2 separate regions of the Ovis aries genome follow, and region 1 is linked to region 2. The links are chromatin contacts, called in public Hi-C maps. All regions are on one chromosome and are shown on one strand. The core of a region is the stretch at or near the end of the contact, and the rest is flanking DNA. Distances in the headings are between cores, read along the strand shown. Region 1 holds the start of TMEM182 (transmembrane protein 182). Region 2 overlaps TMEM182 (transmembrane protein 182).

Evidence for each region. Hi-C and Micro-C count contacts between places; a contact is called where the count stands out from the background.
Region 1: a Hi-C map of muscle shows a contact between it and region 2, with 5 times the contacts expected there. The contact joins the promoter of TMEM182 here to the enhancer-like site in region 2. A contact is called at or near these places in 5 of 16 Hi-C or Micro-C datasets (hypothalamus, liver, muscle and 2 more).

The regions. Positions count from the first base shown.
Region 1 is chr3:99,042,588-99,049,103 of ARS-UI_Ramb_v3.0, forward strand. It overlaps TMEM182 (transmembrane protein 182), which reads right to left and starts at 4,122. Exons shown (of 4, transcript XM_042246358.2): 1 at 3,842-4,122; 2 at 3,505-3,604; 3 at 1,752-1,850. The coding sequence starts at 3,973.
Region 2 is chr3:99,008,722-99,015,655 of ARS-UI_Ramb_v3.0, forward strand. All of the region lies in intron 3 of TMEM182 (transmembrane protein 182), which reads right to left. Among named protein-coding and RNA genes, the nearest start is that of TMEM182, 35 kb to the right of the region's middle. Within about 2 kb of position 1,445, at least 3 of the 54 cell types and tissues checked have an H3K27ac peak or open chromatin away from gene starts, as enhancers often do. A contact at or near this core is called in muscle, where this site is marked.

The sequences.
Region 1 (6,516 bases), core at 2,872-5,371, 37 kb after region 2:
TTAAAATCCCTCCCCCAGTCAATCAATCAGTTAACCTCAGTCTCCCTCTCTGTACACACACATACAATTCCTATTGATTCTCTGGAGAATCCTGACTAATATACATTTATCCAGAATATTAAATGTTACGTATTCTCTTTGAAAAACAGATTTTTTTTTTTTGGCCCTGTTAATGACACCACTAAATTCTGTACCAACCCTTAGTTTTAAGCTTAGGATAAGCACTCTCTTATGAAAAACTTCATGAAACCAGCTGAGAATAGAGTTGACATACTGAGCTTATATACTTTTAAAAATTAGATTTATGTGCTAAATATTGTATACTTTCTACAGAAACTAAGTTTATACAGTTTCTATAGAAAAAGTAGTATGAAAACACGAAAGAAGCTGGGCAATCATGATTCCTAGTTAACAGCACAGGGCTCTCCTTCTTCTGCGGAATATCACACACAATGAAGTTTCATCACTTGGTAGAAATACAGTAACCTAATAGCAGCATCGGAGAAGGCAATGGCACCTCACTCCAGTACTCTTGCCTGGAAAACCCCATGGACGGAGGAGTCTGGTAGGCTGCAGTCCATGGGGTCGCTGAGGGTCGGACCTGACTGAGAGACTTCACTTTCACTTTTCACTTTCATGCATTGGAGAAGGAAATGGCAACCCACTCCAGTATTCTTGCCTGGAGAATCACAGGGACGGGGGAGCCTGGTGGGCTGCTGTTTATGGGGTCGCACAGAGGTGGACACGACTGAAGCGACTTAGCAGCAATAGCAGCATTGGTGGTCAAGAACCTGCCTACCAATGCAGGAGACATAAGAGACGTGGGTTCAATCCCTGGGTCAGGAAGATGCCCTGGAGCAGGGCATGGCAATCCACTCCAGTGCTCTTGCCTGGAGAATCCCCATGGACAGAAGAGCCTGGTGGGCCACAGTCTACAGGGTCACAAAGTCGGACATGACTGAAATGACTTAGCACGCAATCATGTTCTTATGTATGACAATGGCAAAAATGTTCTAAAATCAGGGTGTATATTACAGTGGTTTCCATTGTAGGACAAGTTTTACATCTTCCAGAGCAGTTCTTCCTGATGCGTGTCTCAGTCGTGTCCGACTCTTAGCGACCCCATGGATTGTAGCCTGCAGGCAAGAATACTGAAGTGGATTGCCATGCCCTTCTCCAGGGGTTCTCCCCAACCCAGGGACTGAACCTGGGTCTCCCGCATTGCAGGCAGATTCTTTACCATTTGGACTACCTGGGAAACCCATCTTCCTGATGAATACCATTATTTTCATATCAGAAAACAAACACACTTGTAAAAAATTATCATGATAAGCAACAAGCAAATGGGCTTTGATTTCGGACCAAAGTTGTATTTTATTAAGATTATAAATGGTATTTTAAAAAATGACATTTTGGGAATTCCCTGGCAGTCCAATGGAGAATACTTCACCTTTCAATGCAGGGGATGTGGGTTCAATCCCTGGTCAGGGAACTAAGATCCTACATGCCCCATGGCCAAACATACAACAGAAGCACTACTGCAACAAATCCAATAAAGATTTTTTTTTAAGTCCATATCAAAGATAAATAAATAAATAAAAATGACATCTTATTTACTATTTTATACATGACTGATATTAAAAAACACATTGAAATTATAAATTATTTTTTGATTGCCCACAAAGCTGATATGGGGGGAGTGTTTCAGAAAGACCACCCTTCCGGAGGCACCCTGAGGACTGAGTACTTACTGACTGCAGAGTCGTAGGAGGTGGAGTTGTGCTCGCCTCTCAGGAAGGGGTATGGTGACAGGTAAGCGTGGGTGCAGTTCTTCCACAGGGGCTGATTGGCTGGGAAGGAAGGCAAAACAGACGTATTTGTTACTGAGAGGCTGCCTGAAGATTTGTTCCCAGTAGAAGAGAAATACAGGCTGTGGGGGGTACACAAGCAAAATAAAACTACAGATCAACAAGCTCAGAGAATTATTGAACAGGGAGGAACTTCCTTAAAAGTCTCACATGGAATAGCACAGGAGACCTGGAAAGTGGATTCATCTAAAACGTCTAGCTCATGACCTAATCCAGTGGAGAGAATGCCCTTAATATCACCTACAGTTGAAATCACCAGATTTCATTCATTTTCACAACAGTATTCTCCAGTTCCCAACATAATGCCCGACACAGACACACACACACACACAATGTTGTTGTTTAAAAATCTAATAAATTTAGATCTAACTATGATTGGTTCTAACTAATGCAAATTTTCTTCTATATTCTACTTTCAGGGAAAAGATGTAGATGATAGACCATACAAGTTAATGATTAAAGTTTATTTTTAGTATTTGAAGAAACCACGAGAAAGAACTTTAATGTTGTTTGAAATCTTGATGATTTCATCAGATACCCTTTAAGGAGTAAAATATTTTTTCCTTCTCTAAGTCTTGGCAAACTCTTCCTCTTGCAAAGTCTGACTTACTTCACTTTACCAAAGCCTAGATAATTTTCATCGGCAGATCACATGCTTATTCTCCTCCCCCAAATGACAATCAGAAACTCTATGAAATATTTCTCTCAAAATGCCATTTCATCTTAACTTTGTTCCTTTAACATATGCCAATTTACTATTGGCCTATCTTCTGTGATCTCAAATTTTTACGGTATACTCCATAATCTTGACTTAAGTGCCATACTTTGATTTATCACAGGAGTAGTTTTGAGAAGAAGACTAATAATTTCAACCCACAGTAAGTCAGAAGGTAATAAACAGTTCTTTCATTGTTGGATGCAATAAGATAAAGGCTAGCTATTTTCAGTGAATTGATTTTCAAAGATTAATAACAATATAGAAAATACAGTTGAAAGAATGCAACTCTATTTTTAAGGAGCTATTTTATTTCAAAAAAGAACTTTAAAGTTTCTGTGAGAGAATGGAAACATCAAAAGCAAAGCATTTCTTGATATTGCCCACAAACTTGGTTTAAGCCTTAATAGAGCAAGCTTTCATCTGTCACTGCTCATAACTGATCCATTATAAAAAAAGATTTTTTTAAAATTTGAAGCTATTACTATAAAATAATACATCTCTAATTCCGAATTTTTAAATTTGTGACTTCAAGGATTCATAGCTCCCAAAATAAAAACATTTATTTGCAACATAGCAATAATTAGACATTCCAAAAACACACTATAGAGAATATTTGTTTGTTAAGGATGATGTATTTTAAATGTGAGCAAGGAAACAGTGGATTGTCCAATTCTGCCGTAAATATGGACTACAATTTTATGTTAGAAAATAAAATAGTTATTTCTATAGCCAATTCTGTTTACTGAAAAAGAATCAGGAACCTTTGAAAGGAACCTTTGAAAGATACCCCATTGAGATTCCACAGCTAAGAATCCAATCTTGTTTTGTAAGTGACGTGCACCAAAATAAGAAACTGTTCTTTTTTATTGACAAGCCAGGGGTCGGGGTGGGGGGGATATAAGGCTGAATTGTACTTACTGTACCAGAACTGCCAGATATTGGAATCATTCTCTTCCACAACCCCATTAAACCAACATCTCCAGAAGAATCCTTCATGGTGTAAAGTGACGTTTTCTACCTGTACAGAACACAAATGAAGTAACTGGTATCAACACAAGGAACACAATCTGAATAATTACATCTGGGAAATTTTTTAAGCAACGTATTGTTTCCCAAATAATGATGATCATTAGCTTCCTACATCTCTCTTCTGAGAAGAAGTACACATTCCACTCCTATTTTTGGATTCTCAGAAGATACATGAGGCTATCCTCATTACCACCAAGTACAACAATATTTTGAAGCAGAAACGCACATTTTGTTCACCTGAACACTTTGCTACTTCAGTCGCGAGAAGCCAGTAATCTGATCCAAAAGCCACCAGAAAGAGTAAAACCCCCAGAGCACCAAAGAGAGCCCCAAAGAAGATGGCAATATTTAGTCTCATTTTCAGTTCACTGGTTTCTGTTGAACTAAAATAAGAAAATAAATGAGAGCGGACACCCAGATCCTCAGTTAAAAAAAAAGAATAAAGACTTCTGAGCAGGCAGGATCTTCTTGAGAAGCGGCTCTTAGCTGGTGTTTCAGTGGAGTCCCACTCACACGGGCAGTGGATTCGTGTTGCCTCTGCGTTCCCCTGGAGGGCCTCCAGTCCGGCAGCTGAGAATGGCAGGCTATTTTAGGACACTGACTGAGGAGTTGCCTCTCTCCCCAGGGGATCAAAAAATAGCTGACCTTCCCCTGACGGTGGAGGGGGTAGTATCAGGAACTGGCCAGAATCATCCTTATTGCTGTGGGGCAATCCAGAGGAGTGGAAAGATGACAGAATGGTGTGAGGTCACGGCCACACTGGCCCAAAGTCTTAAGTGTCTGAACAGGCTCCCCTTGATCCCGAATGACCGAGACAACCCTGGAGACACTGAAGACCCGCTACAAGGGTAGATAAATCACAGGTGTAAAGAACCACAAAGACCTCTCTTGGATTTAACTGGAAGAAAGGCGTGAGTAGTTCAATCACCGGAGAAGGCAATGGCACCCCACTCCAGCACTCTTGCCTGGAAAAGCCCGTGGATGGAGGAGCCTGGTAGGCTGCAGTCCATGCGGTCGCTGAGAGTCGGATAGGACTGAGCGACTTCACTTTCACTTTTCACTTTCATGCATTGGAGAAGGAAATGGCCACCCACTCCAGTCACTGTTCTTGACTGGAGAATCCCAGGGACAGCGGAGCCTGGTGAGGTCCTCTGAGGATCGCAATTAGTTTTTTTTGGATATTTTTGGAATATAAAATAGTGGGTCAATTGATCTAACATAACACCAAGTACAGTTCAGGTTCATAACCTAGAAATTCATAAGTATATTTAAAAGATCAAGAATATGGTAACATAAACTCTTAAAGTAGAACAAAATACTTTTACGTAGCACATGCTATGACATAAATTGCAGTTCCCAGATGCTATACAAGGTATTCCAAATGATCATCCCCAAAGTAGACTCACGAAAAAAGTCTCAAAAGTATATTATTTTCTAGATTAAAATAAGAAAATACAGCCCACATTTTCTTTTGTTTCTTTCATTTTAAATATTCAACCTCCTTAAAACAGGGGGTCTTACTTGACACCCATAGAAGTCACCGAATAGCAATGTGTCTACACATTCTTCATGTCTAGCATCTCTGGCTCATTTCTTTGTTTTCACTCCATGTCTAAATATGCCAGAGGGAATTTTTTAAGTATTTGTGCAATATTTGAAAACTTTCACTGTCTCTAGTGATTACTGTCTTTTGTATTCAGTTGTAACATGGGTTTCTGCATCTTCTGAAGAGGCATCTGACCTCTGCCAGCTTCCTTCACCACTTTTGTTTGACATGGGATGGATCCTTAGAAACGAAATTGTGTGTGTGTGTGTCTGCGTGTGTGTGTGTCTGTGTGCACATTCAGTCACTCAGTTGTGTCTGACTCTTTGCAATCCCACGGACTATAGCCCACCAGGCTCCTTTGTCCATGGAATTTTTCAGGCATGAATATTGGAACAGGTAGCCATTTCCTCCTCTACTCATCTTCCTGGCCCAGGGATCGAACCTGCGTCTCCTGTGTCTCCTAGGTGGATTCTTTACCACTGAGCCCCTTGAGAAGCCCCCGACAGGCAGAATAATGGGTTCCCAAAGATGTCCACACCCTAATCCTAAACATAACCACATAATCTATGAATACATTACCTTACACAGCAATGACCTAGATTATACAGGTTGACCCAATCTACACACATGAACCCTTAAAAGAAAAGTAGAGAATCCTTCCTGACAGTGGTCAGAGAAAGAAATGTGACTCCAGAAAGAGTTAGAGACTTGCCAGTTTCAAGACGGAGGAGAGAGGCTACAAGCCAAGGAATGTGGGCAGCTTGTAGAGCATGGAAGAGGTAAAAACAAAAAACAAACAAAAAACCAGATTCTCCCCAAGAGCCTTCAAGAAGGAATGCTGCCTACCAACACCTTGACTTTGGGGATTTCTGACCTCTGCAACGGCAGAAGAGGAAAATCTTATTGTTTCAAGCCACTAACGTTGTATTGTCACATTTTTACGGCAGCAGTAGGAAACTATTGAAGATGCTGTTCTATAGTTAATGCAATGTAAGATCAAATTAAGGGGTTTTTCTTGGGGGATGGCTAGGAAGAACGCATCTTCAAGAAGTGCTTATTGGGAGCTTGTGACTGTCCAGGCATTTTATTAGATACACAGGCCCTGACCATGAGGAGTTCATGAGCTAGTGGGGAAAAAATGATTCATTGGAATGAGGTACATAGAGGTTGTAGTAATAAGCTTCTGGTCACCCCACACCCCCTCCCAAGGTAACAGTAGTTGTGGTCATGCAGTTTTGTTGTAGGTGACGATGTTGTTATTTGGAAAGGAAAAGGAATCTTTATAGGAAAAGTTTACTTTATTTTATTAATATTGTAATGGCTTATGATAAAAAACCTATGCATTAATACCAAAT
Region 2 (6,934 bases), core at 195-2,694:
GCCACGGCAGCGTGTGAAACAGCTGTCTGGACAAGGAAAGGATGTGCCCTGCGGTTACTGAGTGGGGCAGGACTCAGGCCACAACTTGGCCTCCATCACCTTCCAAAGGACTCACTGCACTGCCAAGGTGTCCTTTCCTTTGGCTAACATACCCTGGGCCTGGAGTGTGGGCTTCGATGTTCCTCTTACTTACAAGACGAGCGTGTAGTCTCACTAACATGAGATGCTAACAAGGCATTTAGCCAAGATTCAGAAGTTTCCCAGCCCTCTTGACCCAGCTGAGACTCTGTGGAGTTCTACATCCAGCAGAAAAAAATATAATCCCAGGCTGTCATTCAGGAAAAGGTGATTTCAATTACGGAAGAGAAATCTCTCTACCCTGTTGTTCAGTCACTGAGTTGTGTCCAACTCTTTGTGACCCCCTGGACTGCAACACAACATGCTTCCCTGTCCTTCCCATCTCCAGGAGTTTGCTCAAACTCATGTCCATTGAGTCGATGATGCCATCCAACCATTTCATCCTCTGCTGCCCTCTTCTCCTGCCCTCAATCTTTCCCAGCATCGGGGTCCTATCTAAATAGGTGGCTGGCTCTTCGCATCAGGTGGCCAAGGTACTGGAGCTTCAGCTTCAGCATCAGTCCTTCTAATGAATATTCAGGGCTGACTTCCTTTAGGATTGACTGGTTTGATCTCCCTTGGACTCTCAAGAGTCTTCTCCAGCACAATGAAAAACAATCAATTCTTTGGCACTCAGCCTTCTTTATACCCTGATAAGGTGATAAAATTCACCCAATGTCAGTGTCCCAGAACATCCCAAACCCTGTCCTCATTATTTCCTGTACACTCCGGGATTTTACTCATGCACAGCAATTCCTACATTGATGTCGCTTTGGCCGGCGTTCCCAGGGATGGGGGGAGCCTGGTGGGCTGCCGTCTATGGGGTCGCACAGAGTCGGACACGACTGAAGTGACTTAGCAGCAGCAGCAGGAACACTCAGCCACACAATGATTTTCTCCACATAGTTCAAATGGTTTTTAATGCCACGCCTTCCGACGTCTTTCCCATCATATCGGGTATCACAGGGTGCGGAGAAGCCGTGAGTCAGCCCTCCATAGCTGCCCCACGGAGTTCACACGAGAAGGCGGCTCAGCAACTCTTCAGGCCTTGGAGTGGTGTGGCAGAGGCTCACTTAAGCAGACTCGGGGGCTGTCGCATCCTAACGACCACCTCGCACTTGGTCCGGAACTGAACTTCCATGGCGAACACATGGCCCGGCCAGAGGAGGCATCTGGCCCAGAGCGGGAAGTGACGACACAGGGCCTTCAGACTCTGCCCGAGCCGCGGACAGAGCGCGAGGAAGACCGCAGACCCCGCCCCTGCTCACACTGACAGCTGTGACGTCAGCACGCCATGGCCGTGCGTGGGATGTGCCCACGCGGCCTGCGTGCTGATGCCAGAGTCCTCTGCGTGCTGATGCCAGAGTCCTCTGCGTGCTGATGCCAGAGTCCTGCGTGCACACACCAGCAAGCCCAGTCGGAATGTGGTTCCGCCCTCTCAAGGCCGTCTGTCCAAATAAAGAGAGTGTCTTGTTTGTGGTGTGGATGAAGTAGCTCCGGCAACTGCGGGCCCGGGCCACACCTGTTCCCGACTGCCAGGCCCAGCACGGAGAGTTGGCATGGGGAGACAGCGAGGTCTGGAGTGACCAGCAAGCCCTGAAAAGGAGGAGTTTTGGAATACTTGCCCCCTGGAATGAGAACTCTTCGTTTGAAAACGTGACCTCTAACCACTAGAAAGCTTGATAAATTTGATCCAGTTTAACTCAGTAAATGACTACATGCATGGTTCCATGTTAAATATAGTACAGAAAAATCCTGGCTGCCCCCAAAACCCAGTGATCAGAGCACCTTTTCCTAATATCCCTATAGAATAGAAAAGTCTGTAAGTTTCCATTTCCAATTCTGAGAGTATTAATTGCCTATTAAAATATCTGGGGGTGGAAATAGTAGACAACTGAAAAACTTTTTTAATTTGTCTCTAACACTCAGGCTTATGGATGATTTATTAAAGCCCCATAATTGCTTTAAAAGATGTGTCTCATGGTGGAAATTGCTACTAGACAGTAAGTTTCAGGTATTCCTGAGAATATCACTTTTACTGTCCAAACTGATTAAAAAAAAAAAAAAGTAGTTTAAAAAAATCTCATCCAATGGAATACCTCCTTGTGTTCTTAGGAAATAAACGGCCATGCACAAACAGTAAATAATTGGTCTGTGAAGGAAATTAAAAGTCAGATTTGAAGTCTTCTTGTAACTATCTGGTTGACTGGCTTTCAGGACCCGGCTCCTGGAACACACTAACTCCTCCCTTTCGCATAAAGTCCTGAGCCAAGAGGACCTCAGCCTCATACCCAGTGCAGCCAGAGAGCCACTGAAGAGAGAAAACCTACTGGTCAAATATTAATCAGATGCTTCATCTTTCTTCAAAGTCCTCAACCAAACTAATTCTTTAGATACACAATTTTCTCAAACAAATTATAGAATGGAAAAAAAATGACCAACAATTTTTCAAGAGCACTGCATACACACACATACACACACACAATTCTCTAATAAGATGAAACCCAGGATCACAGTATCTCTGAGTTTAAAACAATCATGTTGCCCATAATGTAACTATTGGACTACTGCTAGTTCATATTCCCTTTATGCAGAAAGGTTTAAGAAGATGGAAAAGCAAAAAAAAAGAAGAAAGAAAGGTTTACATATTTTAGTAGAGGGAGATTCTTTCTGGGAGGATCATGGGGAAATATACACCATAACTAGACCTTTGAATGAAGTGAGGGTAGAGTGTGATTTGGGTGAGAAAATATATTTGGTGAAGAAGATGCTCAGTTTTAAGGCATATAAGGGATTCCAGTTCAGTTCAGTTGCTCAGTCGTGTCTGATTCTTGCAACCCCATGGACTTCAGCACGCCAGGCTTCCCTGTCCATCACCAACTCCCTGACACTGCTCAAACTCATGTCCATTGAATCAGTGATGCCATCCAACCATCTCATCCTCTGTTGTTCCCTTCTCTTCCTGTATTCAATCTTTCCCAGCATCAGAGTCTTTTCCAATGAGTCAGTTCTTCCCATCAGATGGCCAAAGTATTGGAGTTTCAGCTTCAGCATTAGTCCTTCCAATGAATATTCAGGACTGATTTCCTTTAGGATGGACTGGTTGGATCTTCTGGCAGTCCAAGGGACTCTCAAGAGTCTTCTCCAGTTCAAAAGCATCAATTCTTCAGCACTCAACTTTCTTTATAATCCAACTTTCAATCCATACATGACTACTGGAAAAACCACAGCTTTGACTAGATAGACCTTTGCCAGCAAAGAAATGTCTCTGCTTTTTAATATGCTGTCTAGGTTGGTCATAGCTTTTCTTCCAAGGAGCAAGCGTCTTTTAACTTCATGGCTGCAGTTACCATCTGCAGTGATTTTGGAGCCCAAGAAAATAAAGTCTCTCACTGTTTCCATTGTTTCCCCATCTATTTGCATCCTTATGAAGTGATGGGACCAGATGCCATGATCTTAGTTTTTTGAACACTGAGTTTTAAGCCAACATTTTCATTCTCCTCTTTCACTTTCATCAAGAGGCTCTTTAGTTCCTCTTCACTTTCTGCCACAAGGGTGGTGTCATCTGCATATCTGAGGTTATTGATATTTCTCCCAGCAATCTTGATTCCAGCTTGTGCTTCATCCACCCTGGCATTTCACATGATGTACTCTGCATACAGATTTCTCAGGTCAGCTGGTCTGGTATTCCTATCTCTTAAAGAATTTTCCACAGTTTGTTGTGATTCGCACAGTCAAAGGCTTTGGCCTAATCAATAAAGCAGAAATAGATGTTTTTCTGGAACTCTCCTTGCTTTTTCTATGATTCAATGGATGTTGGCAATTTGATCCCTGGTTTTTCTGCCTTTTCTAAATCCACCTTGAACATCTGGAATTTCATGGTTCACATACTGTTGAAGCCTGGCTTGGAGAATTTTGAGCATTACTTCGCCAGTGTGTGAGATGAGTGCAACTGTGCCGGAGTTTGAACATTCTTTGGCATTGCCCTTCTTTAGGGTTGGAATGAAAACTGACCTTTTTCAGTCCTATAGCCACTGGTAGGTTTTCCAAATTTGCTGGCATATTGAGTGCAGCACTTTCACAGCATTATCTTTTAATATCTGAATAAGGGATTTGGTCTAATGGAATTATGAGGTATAGAGAGATTATCAGTTGTGAGCTCTAAGTCAAAGAAGCCAGACACAGTGTGATTCCACAGACACGAAATGTCCAGAAGAGGAAACTCACAGGGACACAAAGTGGACTGGTGGTTACCAGAGCTAGAGGGGAGAGAAGGGGAGGGGAGGATGAGGTTTCTTTGTAATAAGATAAGAAAAAAAAATATTCTGTAATCAGATACTGCTGATCTTTGTCCAGCTCTGGAAATGTACTCAAAACACTGCATGACACACTTCAAAATGGTACATTTTGTGGTATGTAAACTATATTCCACATATTTAAAGTGATTTTTAAAATCATGAGCTCAGATGGGTAAATCTGGGCCCTTGATAAAGGCTCCCTGAAGACTCAGTGAAGAGAACAGTTGAAATAAGAGATGAATAGAAAGACAGAATAGGTTACATAGGGCCCCTGTCCCCAGGGTGGGCTTTGGCCTCATTTGCTGTTGTTGTTGCTGTTGTTTTGTGGGGTTTTTCAAGCTTGTTGAGCAGAGATTACTTTTCTTATTCCCTCTGCAAAATTAAGTATAATTTTTATACAAACATAATGCTTAAAGAAGCCATTTTGTTAACTGACCATTGGTTAAGTGATTCTGGGCAGCAACATGAGTTGTCTTGGCAGCAACTACAAAGGCCGCTGAGCCGCCCAGCCTGTCCCGCCCTCCACGGCCACTACAGTCTCAGGTGAGGCCCCTGGACCTTCTCATGTGATCCTGCAACACAGCAAAGGCAGGTCCAGCTGGGTCTTGTTAGTGCTCAGTTGTGTCCGACTTTGACCTCATGGTCTGTAGCCCACCAGGCTCCTCTGTCCATGGGATTTCCCAGGCAAGAGTACTGGAGTGGGTTGCCATTTCCTCCTCCACAGTTGGCTCTTAGGCTGAAGTTTGTCTAAATTCCTAGAATTCTTATGTTTACAAAAAGATATTGCGCTTGTGTTTTCAGGTTAGTGCTCTGAATTTTAATTCCTGATGAAGAGAAAAAGTGTTAAAAATCACAAAAAGTCTTAAAATTCACAAAACTCACCTATTCGGTTATTTTTCTATTTGTACTATTTCTATGATAATTTCAGTGGCACTTAGAAGGACTGGTGGACTTCCCTGGTGGCTCAGATGGTAAAGCGTCTGCCTACAATGCAGGAGACCCGGGTTCGATCCTTGCATCTGGAAGATGCTCTGGAGAAGGAAATGGCAACCCACTCCAGTACTCTTGCCTGGAAAATCCCATGGATGGAGGAATCTGGTAGGCTACAGTCCATGGGGTCGCCAAGAGTCGGACACAACTGAGCGACTTCACTTAGAAGGTGACTATTTTAGTTTAAAATAGCTATTTTATTTGAAATGCAGGTTTTACAGAGAAGGTGCTTAGATAACACATATGAACCACAGTTATGAAAATGGAATGATGATGTTGTAAAAAAATTGATTTTCACCTGAGATAAATAAATCATGAGGGTTTGTAATATCGTAATGGGCTATCTTCTTAGGCTCACACAAGAGGCTTCACAAACATCCAGATGTTATAGACAGACGTGTCGACACACCCATTTTACACGTGGAACTTTAACAGGACAAGGGAGATTAAAAGGCTCTTATAGCAGAGCTTTCCTGCCTATTGTCTTCATTCACAGAACCTGGATACAATGAGCAAATGGAAAACACAAAGTCCCTGAAAATGTGTGTGCCACCTAGGCAGTACTCAGGAAATACTCTATGTGCATATTAGCATATTACTAACTCCTAGAAGTCTCACCTCTGAAACCAGAACTGGAAAATACAAAGACGTATTCCACAGCTAGAAATCACAGCCTTCACACTGGACGTACCTGCGGCGATGTAGGCGCCTCCCCCGGCTTTGTAGAGAAGGTGGCTGGTGAAGGGTGCTGCGCAGATGATCAGAAAGCTTGCAGTCACTACGGCGACCACCCCCAGAAGCATCAGGACTGCCCAGAAGCCACGGTAAACTGCAGGTCCCAGGAGAAAAGGAGAAGAGTAAGGCACGCTTAGATTGTGAACACGGCAGACTGTCTCACAGTAAGTTTCTCTCTTCTCCATGTTTCTAATTTCAGCCCCAGCACTGCTGGGCAGCCTCCCAGGCTGTGGTCCTGAGTTATCTTTGAAACGAAGCCTCACCAGATGACTTTGGATTCAATGATGCTGAACTTCTATCAACACAAGCTTGGTATTTACACCACGCGCAAGCTTAACATACTCTGGGAGCTCTTTTTCTGACCAGCTTATCCATTTAGAAATGGGAACACTCAGAGTTCTAGAAAGACTCCTCTTGAGCAAGTTCCCAGATGGGTCACACACAGGAGTTTACACCAAATGGACAAAGACATAAAAAGGCATTCGCATCCACAAACACTGCCTCTTACTTCCTGCCCAGATGATGCTTGTACTGCAGTGATCCCTGAGAAGCTGGTAACAGTCCCCCAAGTTTCCTAACCAAAAAGTGGGCTCTTATTTAGATTGTGACTCTATTGGAAAATAGTCTTAAGGTAATAAAAACGACAAGCAAAGCCAAAAAAAAAAAAAAAAAGGTTTGTATAGACTGAGACTTAAAATAAGAAATTTTTAAGACTTACTACTTTCTATTAATATTTGTTCTTAGAAAGATTTGAAAAGTTATAGTGATCTCTTAGTCAAGGGTCAACAAGTCTG